Linked DNA regions of Culex pipiens: region 1 is linked to region 2. Evidence: chromatin contacts called from public Hi-C data. All regions are on one chromosome and are shown on one strand. Each heading gives the region's core, a stretch centred on a gene start, on an enhancer-like site or on the middle of the called end of the contact. The rest is flanking DNA. Distances are from core to core; before and after follow the strand shown. Region 1 holds the start of LOC120430008 (segmentation polarity homeobox protein engrailed-like). Region 2 holds the start of LOC120432418 (homeobox protein invected-like).

Region 1 (4,333 bases), core at 512-3,011, 270 kb before region 2:
TTGTTACAAGATTTATATTATATTATTATTAATTGTGCGCTGTTAAAAGTCCACACTTTTCCTTTTGAAACGCATTTTTATTAGTAAACTTATATAGCAGAAACGTGTAATTGTACAATGTTTAATTTAAAGCAAACCCTAGTTGTCAAATAATTTCGTCAATTTTTTTATTATATACGTGCAAACATTTTGCAAATAGAACGATTAGGATAAAATATTCCGGAAGTTTAATTTTAAATTTACAGAAAATAATTTCGATTTGGTTTGAAAGTTTAAAAAAGCTGTCATTTGGATCATTTTACTATAAAACGTATGATTAAATACAAATAAAAAATGCTTTATGTTACAACAAATTTAAGCACATTCCTAATTCTTTGGTTATTATCAACTATTCTTTGGCCTTTCTGTTAATTTGTCAAATCTAACACCATTCCATTAGTCTTAATCAGCTTTTTTGCCGCCGCTCCAAAATGACCAAATTTGATTGCCAATAAATAACCTTTACGGCCCAATCAATTCTGCCGTCTAGGCCCCATTACTGACCAGGCTGGGCCACTCACGCGCAAAATTTCATCCCGTCCAATCCACACATCAATCCCGATCCCGCGTAATTGATTATCACCTTTGTCGGTCCGACGCGTCGCGTCACGGCAAAAAACTTCAAACCTTGGCAGTGAAGCGGCGCTGCCGTCGGCACCACCTTCTCATAATTAGCATATATGCAGATAATGATTTAATAAATTGACGACCGCCGCGCCACATCCATCGCGAATGACAGCTTAATTTGTTGTCCCGTCCCCACCCCCCTCCTTGCCACAAGTTTTGCCGAAGAGTTTGAAGTGATTAGTTTTTGACAGCTCGAAAACCGAGCGACTCCCAAGCTCTCGCAACGCTAATTGAATACACATAACCTATGGCAGCGCAGCGCAGCGTATCGGACTCTCTTCAATTGTTTGCCCGATGCAGGTCCGACTTGTAGGAGCGACGCGGCTTGAAGAGAGACGAGGTTCGCTTGCACACATATATTTACATTAAGTAGTTAATTTTGAAATTATACAATTATAAAAATAACATCTCGATTTGCCCGGCGCAGCGGCCGCGCCGCAAGATGGGTGGTCGCGGGTTCGATTCCCTCTCCAACCGGACAAAACGAGCAGCAAAAAAATCGACCTAATCCCACGCGACCGAGGGGTGGGGTTAGCGCGAAGAGAAGAGAGCGAGAGAGATTGAGCGAACGAATCTTGATTGAAGTAATAAAGTTGTATGAATGTAGCGGCATACCGATCGCGCGAAGCGTACACCCAAACGACGAACGTCGTGTGGGAAATGTGAACGGCGAAAAAGGGAACTAAGCCCGACGTCACGCACACAATCGTGGTAGGCGAGCGCTCGTGATTCGCTCGTTTCGCCGTGTGCGTGCGCTCGGCCACGCCTACTGTGCAAGCTGTTTGCTGCCACCAATACAAGCAAGGACCAATTAGCGCTGAAATATGTTTGTGTTGATGAATTTATTTGTGTTGCGTCTCGCTTGCGCCCAAGGCGCACGGGTTAGGCGGTCTCGCTCTCGCTCGCAGTGGTTGCTGCGGTTTGCGCGTGTGTGCGTTGTGTAAACTGATCCGGCGGACGAGCTCGAGGCTGGGAAAGAGAGCGAGCGATGTGAGCTTGCGGGGGTGAGCGAGATGCAGTGAGTGAGCGTTAATAGAGATACCAGAGTGGAGAAGCTGTGTAGCCTGGGCGCAAAAAACAAACCAGTCAGTTTGGTTGAGCTCTCACTCAGCTGTCAGTCACAGAGGCTCAGATCACAGGTGACATTTGACTATGTCACATCACAATTTATAATAGAAGATAGCTCGTCGCTCGTACGCTCGCTCGTGTTCGCTCTCGAGTGTTTGTGTCGGATTGCCGTGGTCGTCGAAGATCGGATCATCTTTCTCGATTCCGCTTTGGTGCGGCGTTTTCGGACAATTGGGATCAGCCGCGTGTGTTTGTTTTTCGGACTGACGTGATTTTCGGTCCGCACCCTTCGTGTTACTTCGTCGGAGTCGTTCCTCGTGGACGCACACGTGTGTTTGGGCTTAAGGAATTTCTTTGAGTCGCTTGAGTGTTGATGACAAGTTCCAGTGACGATCAAGTGAGATTGCCTAGTGAAGTGTTAGGAGGGATTGAAGTACTCAGTGTGTGAATAACTTAAACAAATAAAAACCAAGTGTAAACCAAGTGTAAGCCTAGTGTGAGACTTGAAGTGTCAGTATGGCATTGGAAGACCGTTGCAGTCCCCAGAGTGCACCCAGTCCGCCCCATCACCATCACCACAGCCAAAGTCCGGTCAATTCCGCCACAATGATCAACGGAGTTTCGCCTACTCGCGAAGAGATGTCGCCACTGGTTCCGATGTCTCCGATGCACATCAAGCAGGAGGTCGGCGATCAGAGCCCCGCTCCGCCACCCCAGCATACCAGCATTTCGTTCTCGATCTCGAACATCCTGAGCGAAAGCTTCGGCAAGGGGCCCCAAATGGCAACCCAGCAGCCGGCTAGTCCCATGGCAAGTCCACCTTGCAGCTCAGACTCCGGTAGCCCCAACGGGCCAGCCCCGCACCATCTCCCTCACCATCATCACAGTAGCTTCCATGTTCAGCAACGTGCCCTGGAAAGGCGAGAAAGTCTGTTCCGTCCGTACGACATCAGCAAGTCCCCGCGGTTATGTTCCAGCAACGGTAGCAGTAGCCACAATCCGTACCATACAGACAGCGAATCCCAGGACTCGACCTGCTACGAACCCCAAACGGCGGCTGCCGCAGCTACCGCCGCCAGCATGCTCATGTTCAACAACAACAACCCGTACCACCCGCGAATCCCAACTCTATACGACTTCAGCACCAAGACCATCCCCAGCATAGACCCCCGGAACCCGCTCCTGAACAGCTTCAGCGCCACCAGCTACCCCAAACTGCACGAAGAGATCATCAACAGCCACCGCAAGTTCCAGCAGAAACTGCTGGAGAACCAGGCCAAAGCGGCCGCCGCAGCCTCAATCCACCCGCACTCGATGCCCCCGCTAGGATCCCTCTGTAAAACGGTGTCCCAAATCGGTCAGCACGTAGCCTCGAACCCCGCCCCGTCCAACGACTCGCGTAGTTCCGTGTGCAGCAGTGCCTCGCCAAAGCTGAGCCCGCGACCGATCCCGAAACCGACGGCAACGGTCGCCACGAGCCTGCCCGGAAATGGTGGGGGTGAGAGTCGGGCGAATGGGGATTCCGGAAATCAGAACAACAACAACGATGGTGCCTCGTCGGATGATGCGCGATCGGAGACGGGGAGTAGCAAGGATGGCGATGGCAACGGAAATCTGTGGCCGGCGTGGGTGTATTGTACGCGGTACAGCGATCGACCAAGTTCCGGTAAGTTTCAGTCACGGTTGATCGATCAGATCTTCATATGTCAACTCCATGACTGTCTGCAGTGCTCATTATGGTTTAGAATTTTGGCTAAGGGTTCTTCTGTAAAGCTCTACCAACTGAAAAAAAAACCTAAATTGACGGTGTACAAGTTTGGGTTGATCATCCAGATCTTCATGATCTCAACTCTGAAGAGATATTGAGTGCTAAATTTGCTCTAGAATTTTGGATTCCAGTTTTGTTTGGTACACTGAAGTTATCTACCAATTCAAAATGCCGACAGAAACGATGTTATACGCATCGGTTGATCGACCAGATCTCCAATATCTCAACTCCATGACTGCTCAATGAGTTCATTTTGCTTCAAAATTTCTGGATTGAGTTCGGTTCAGTACACTGTAGTTCTGTAAAGTTCAAAAAACTTAAAAGACAGTGTACAAGCTTCGGTTGATCTTCCAGATCTTCAAGATCTTATCTTAAAAACAGCTTAGAGAGATTCAGTCAGCTCAAAAAAGCTCAGTTTAGTTCAGTGTATGTTTGTGAAGCTCTACCCACTCAAGCAACCTTTCAAGACATTGTTTACGTCTCAGTTGATCCTCCAGGTCTTCATGATCCAAACTCTAGATCAGCTAGGACAGCTTACTTTGCTACGGGCCAACCGCAAAAAGTTTAGTTTGCTTCAGCGAAGCTACACGACCCTCGCCGCAAAAACATCAGCCTAAACAAGTTACAACCTCTGCTTAACCTTCTCCGAGCCTTAATCTTCTCCCGGGTAATGAGACCTTTAATGATCTCAAAAATTGAGCTACAATGTAATGGCCGCGCTTGCGCGGCTACCCTCCTAAAGAAATTAAGCATTAACCTCGCCATGAATCTTCAGTCGACTGTACCCCTACGCGCGGCTTCGCCACTCCCCAGGATAATGACCGATCGTAA
Region 2 (4,362 bases), core at 1,018-3,517:
TTTTATAATTGGTCCAATGTTATTTGAAAGACATCAATTCAAAAAGATGATTAATTAATCAATCCTTATTGATTTTAAAGTTGTTAGCGAAATTGAGCTACTGTAAAAGCACCACGTACACTCATCTATATTTCATTACAATATAATTTTCCACCACAATTTTCCCCCGATTTCCCGAGGGGGCACAAGTGTTATCACTTCAATTATCTCGCAATCATTTTCGCAATAAATTGCAGCAAAAATAATTACTCCGTCCCCAGCGTACAACCGACTAGAGCCGTTTCGTTGTTTTATGCATGAACCACGTGCTGGCAAATACAATATAAAATGCGGTCACTAATCACATTCCACAGACTTTCCCCCTGCCGGGGGAAAACAGTTTTCCATCAACCCCGCGGGCCGGTCAATCAATGACCGGACCCTGCTCCCTGACCGCGGGGAGAACCTTTGTCGGCACCACCTCAAAAAAATCAGTTTGAACGTGGAAAGAAATGCTAGCAAAATCTAAGTGGTAAAAAAGGGCATTTTAATTACGGGGGTTTATGTGTTAATTAAATGCACACAGAGTCCGGCCCGGTCGGTTCCCAGAAGAAAAGCATTAATAAATAACGCGGGAAAAATGGCGCAAAATGGCAACCCGGTCCGGTTTAATTTTTTCAATTTTAACGTGGACGGTCCAAGCAGGCTGTCAGTCAGAGTCCAAGAAGGGTGCTACCAAAGGTGCACATGCGCGCAAGTAGTCGTGATCCAAGTATCACATTACCAAACGGTGCCCACTTAATTACAACTAAATTATGTGCAGAGGAAATTAAAATGATGACATTAAAATCTACTAGAGAGGTGCGGTCCCGAAAAAAGCCATTAAAATTGCGAACTCCAAACCGAGACCGCAAATAAATGGGCTTTTTGCTCTCCAAACCCTGGGTGGAATGCCCGGAATCGCACCACTTTCATTGCTCTCCAAGAGGGTGATGTAAGATAGGAAACGACTCCTTCTACAAGTGTTGTCCGGCACCGAGTCCCTCGGGGCGTAGCCCCGCACTCCCTCCCCCTGGCCAGACCAGCCCGCAGTTGTCGTGGCGTTTATCTTATCTTGCCCCTCACATGTTGCTTCGCGGGGCGCTGAAAACGCACCAGCAACATCATGTTCAACGTCACGTCCCGCTCATGTCAACCGACCTCAGTAGACCATGCCGAAGCAGGCGTTGAGGGCCCGCGATTAGTGCAGGTGCAAGCGATCGCGAAGCGATCAAAGCAAGCGCGCGTCGATTTCTAGAACAACCCAGGGCCGGACTTGACCCCTAAAACCAGCATTGCTCAATTCTGGCCAAAGTGAGACTCAAGCTGGTCAATGCACCGACAACGTAATTGCTGCGGTAACCGGAGACGTCAGTTTTATTGCCCCCCTCTCGCTCTCTCTGTCTCGTTTCACATGACTCCAGGGCTGGCACGACCGTCAGCCGTTTGTTGTCACATGAAGATGAGCGTGCCCGTCTCTCCCTCTTCCATCACCTTGCGCACTCAGCAGGTTTTCATTTTCATTATCACATCGTCAAGTACCCCCTCGCGCTAATCGTGGCAACGACGGAAACAACCGTATCGGGTCGGAATTTTAACCATTCCTTCATTGTCCGGACGTTCCCCCGGTTTCGCCGTTTTTTCGCGGAATTGCGTCAACAAAAAGCGGGACGCCACTCACCTGAACTAGGACGATCACTGTAGCGGGTACAGTAGACCCAGGCCGGCCACACCATCGGCCCTCCGCTACCACTGGTGGTCGTGCTACCGCTCGTCCCCTCGCCGGTTTTGCTGGAACCGGTCGAGGACTGCGGCGACGCGGGCACATCCACTTCACTTCCACTGGCACTAGAACTGCTGCTGTTGAAGGAGCGGCTGGGGCCGCTACTGTTGGTGCCGCTGCAACCAGCCGCGCTGGTCATGACAGACGTCAGATCCATAGCGGCCGGTGCCGCAGAGGTCGTGGGCTTTTCAGCCGACGGCTTTTTCGCGTAGCTTTTTCCGCTTCTTTTTAGCGGATCCGTAATGCGGCGGCCAAAGTCCGCCTTCAGGATGTTGTCGATGCTGAACTTGAGGTTCTGGTCGTTGAGCGCAATGTTGTTGTTTAGCTGGAGCAGATGGGCCGCGTGGTTGCCGGCTTGGAGCTGGTTGTTTGGAGGCGATTGGGAGCTTTCCCGGGAGGTCATACTGGTTAGGCTGGATGGAGAGGTCAGCTTGCTGATGTCACTGTTCTTCTCTAATCTTATCATTATCAGTACATTATATAACAATACATCACATATCCATTACCTCTTCTACCATTAATCCCTTCTTAACTAATATCTCCCACCTTAAATTCATTTAATCATCGCAACGCCTACATATTTACTTTCCTACCAAAAATCAAACTATCCCCAATTCAATCTTTCAACTTCAATAAATCTTATCCCCTCCTTTTTAATTAACCCTTAATTTACTCATTAACTACTTTTCTTCCCCACAACAATCATTCTCCACCCAACTTACCTCATTCACAAACAACTTCCCAATATCCCTATTCAATTCTCCACCTTACAAATCATTACCAACACTCTTAAATCCACTACCTCTTCCTACACTTAACCCCAAATACCACCCAACCCCTCTTATCACACTTCACCCAAAACAAACCTCTCCATCATCTACCCATTACCCCAACTACATCCCTAACACTATACCCAAACTGGTACAACATATCCTCTTCCTACCACACCACCCTCATACTTCCATACATCATCCTCTTCCAACTCCACATCACTCTCCTTTCCATTTCCCTGCTTCACGCCGGACCACTACATCAGACTGACTACGTTCATCACAACCACTTCCTACTCCCACCCTTCGATACCCATACCTTCCACACCTGTTCATTTGGCCAAGCTGGCCTTCAACGGCAACGGAATCAACGGCAGATTGTGCGACATGATGGTGGCCATCGCTACTGCATAACTCCGTCGGTTCGCAAACACTCGAAAGAAAACCGGAACCCTACCGGGAACAATAGACGAAAGCGGTCCGCTCACCGGCTCTGTCACGAAACAATTGCGACCCGAAAGGATTATCGGTAATTAAATTCGCACCGTGTCACCAACACGATACCCAAGGGACCGCGGCAACAACAACAGAAAGAAGAAGAAAAACTAGTGTTATTATGTCTGTTACTATTTACCCCGCTTGCCCACCCCCGCACGCATACACACACACGTAACACGGATTCACACACCCACAGAAACGCTCCCCAAAACGGTTCCGAGCGGGGCAGGTGGGACGGAACAGGCGCGGCGACGGCGCGGAAAACCCTAGACGCAAACCGGCGACGGCACTTGACTGGGCACGGGCGTTCGGAATGGTCGTTCCATCACGGTACACGTAGACCAACTGAAAGTGGCCCCAACCGAACGTGCTCTCTCAAGTGGTAGTAGGCGTCGTCCCGTGCGCTAGTGTGCGTGCGTGCCGTTGGGGATCGCAGCAAGCGATGCGGGCGTGGCTTGCACTGCGAAGCAGTGTGGGTGAAAAGGGAAACAAAAGAGAACTTGAACACAATGAAAGAGCGCGCGCTCTCGTTTTACGCGCTCTCTCTGTTTTATCGATTCTTCTTTCGGCACGATGAATTGAGGGGATTATGCTCTCATTCGCGCTCCCGCAAGCGCTCAATAAGCCTAGCTCTTTCGCTCTTACTGAAAGGGCGCTACGCCCCTCATCACGACGCCAACTTTGATCCCAAAAGGGCGAACGGGGAGAGCCCCCGCTCTAATAAGCTTCACAACAATTCCAGTTGGATTCCGATGAAGCCCTTTGCGTGTATTTGTGAGCGTCGCGGTTTGTGTGAGTGGCGGGGGGAGCACCAAAATGAAAATGTTTCTTTGTTTATTCAAACATTATGAAGCATTTATGTTATATGGTTTTTCTTTTTTGCTTTCCTGATCGTTCTACCCCTCGGCCTTCCCTCAACCTACCTCCATTGAAGCATAACCGGGGGGTTGTCCACCCTTTTGGAGCAGTTTATTCTCTGGTAAATCTGGATCGTTTGTGGACGACCGAGGGACATGGAGTGAGGACCGAGGAGGGGAACTTTTATCGTGTTGAAGAACCACTTTGCACCGAGACTCGGGACTCGTTGGCATGTTACGTTGAATAAATGTTTCACGTTGTCTCGCCCCTCGGCCACCCCTTTTCAGATGACGATGATGATGATTATGATTAAGATTTGATGGTTTCGCTCGTTTTTTTTCGGGGGGAACATCGTAAAGATGGGAAATCGGGAAGAAGAGCCACACCGAACAAGGACTGGTTTGCACGATTTAATTTTCGAAAGTGGCCGCGTGA

What was found. A called contact is a pair of places that touch in the nucleus more often than the background predicts.
Region 1: a Hi-C map of embryo shows a contact between it and region 2, with 9 times the contacts expected there. The contact joins the promoter of LOC120430008 here to the promoter of LOC120432418 in region 2. A contact is called at or near these places in 3 of 3 Hi-C or Micro-C datasets (embryo, whole body and whole pupa).

What each region holds. Positions count from the first base shown.
Region 1 is chr2:20,716,876-20,721,208 of TS_CPP_V2, reverse strand. LOC120430008 (segmentation polarity homeobox protein engrailed-like) reads left to right here and starts at 1,761. Exons shown (of 4, transcript XR_005607526.2): 1 at 1,761-3,400.
Region 2 is chr2:20,445,094-20,449,455 of TS_CPP_V2, reverse strand. It overlaps LOC120432418 (homeobox protein invected-like), which reads right to left and starts at 2,267. Exons shown (of 1, transcript XM_039597618.1): 1 at 1,659-2,267. The coding sequence starts at 2,267. The coding sequence ends at 1,674.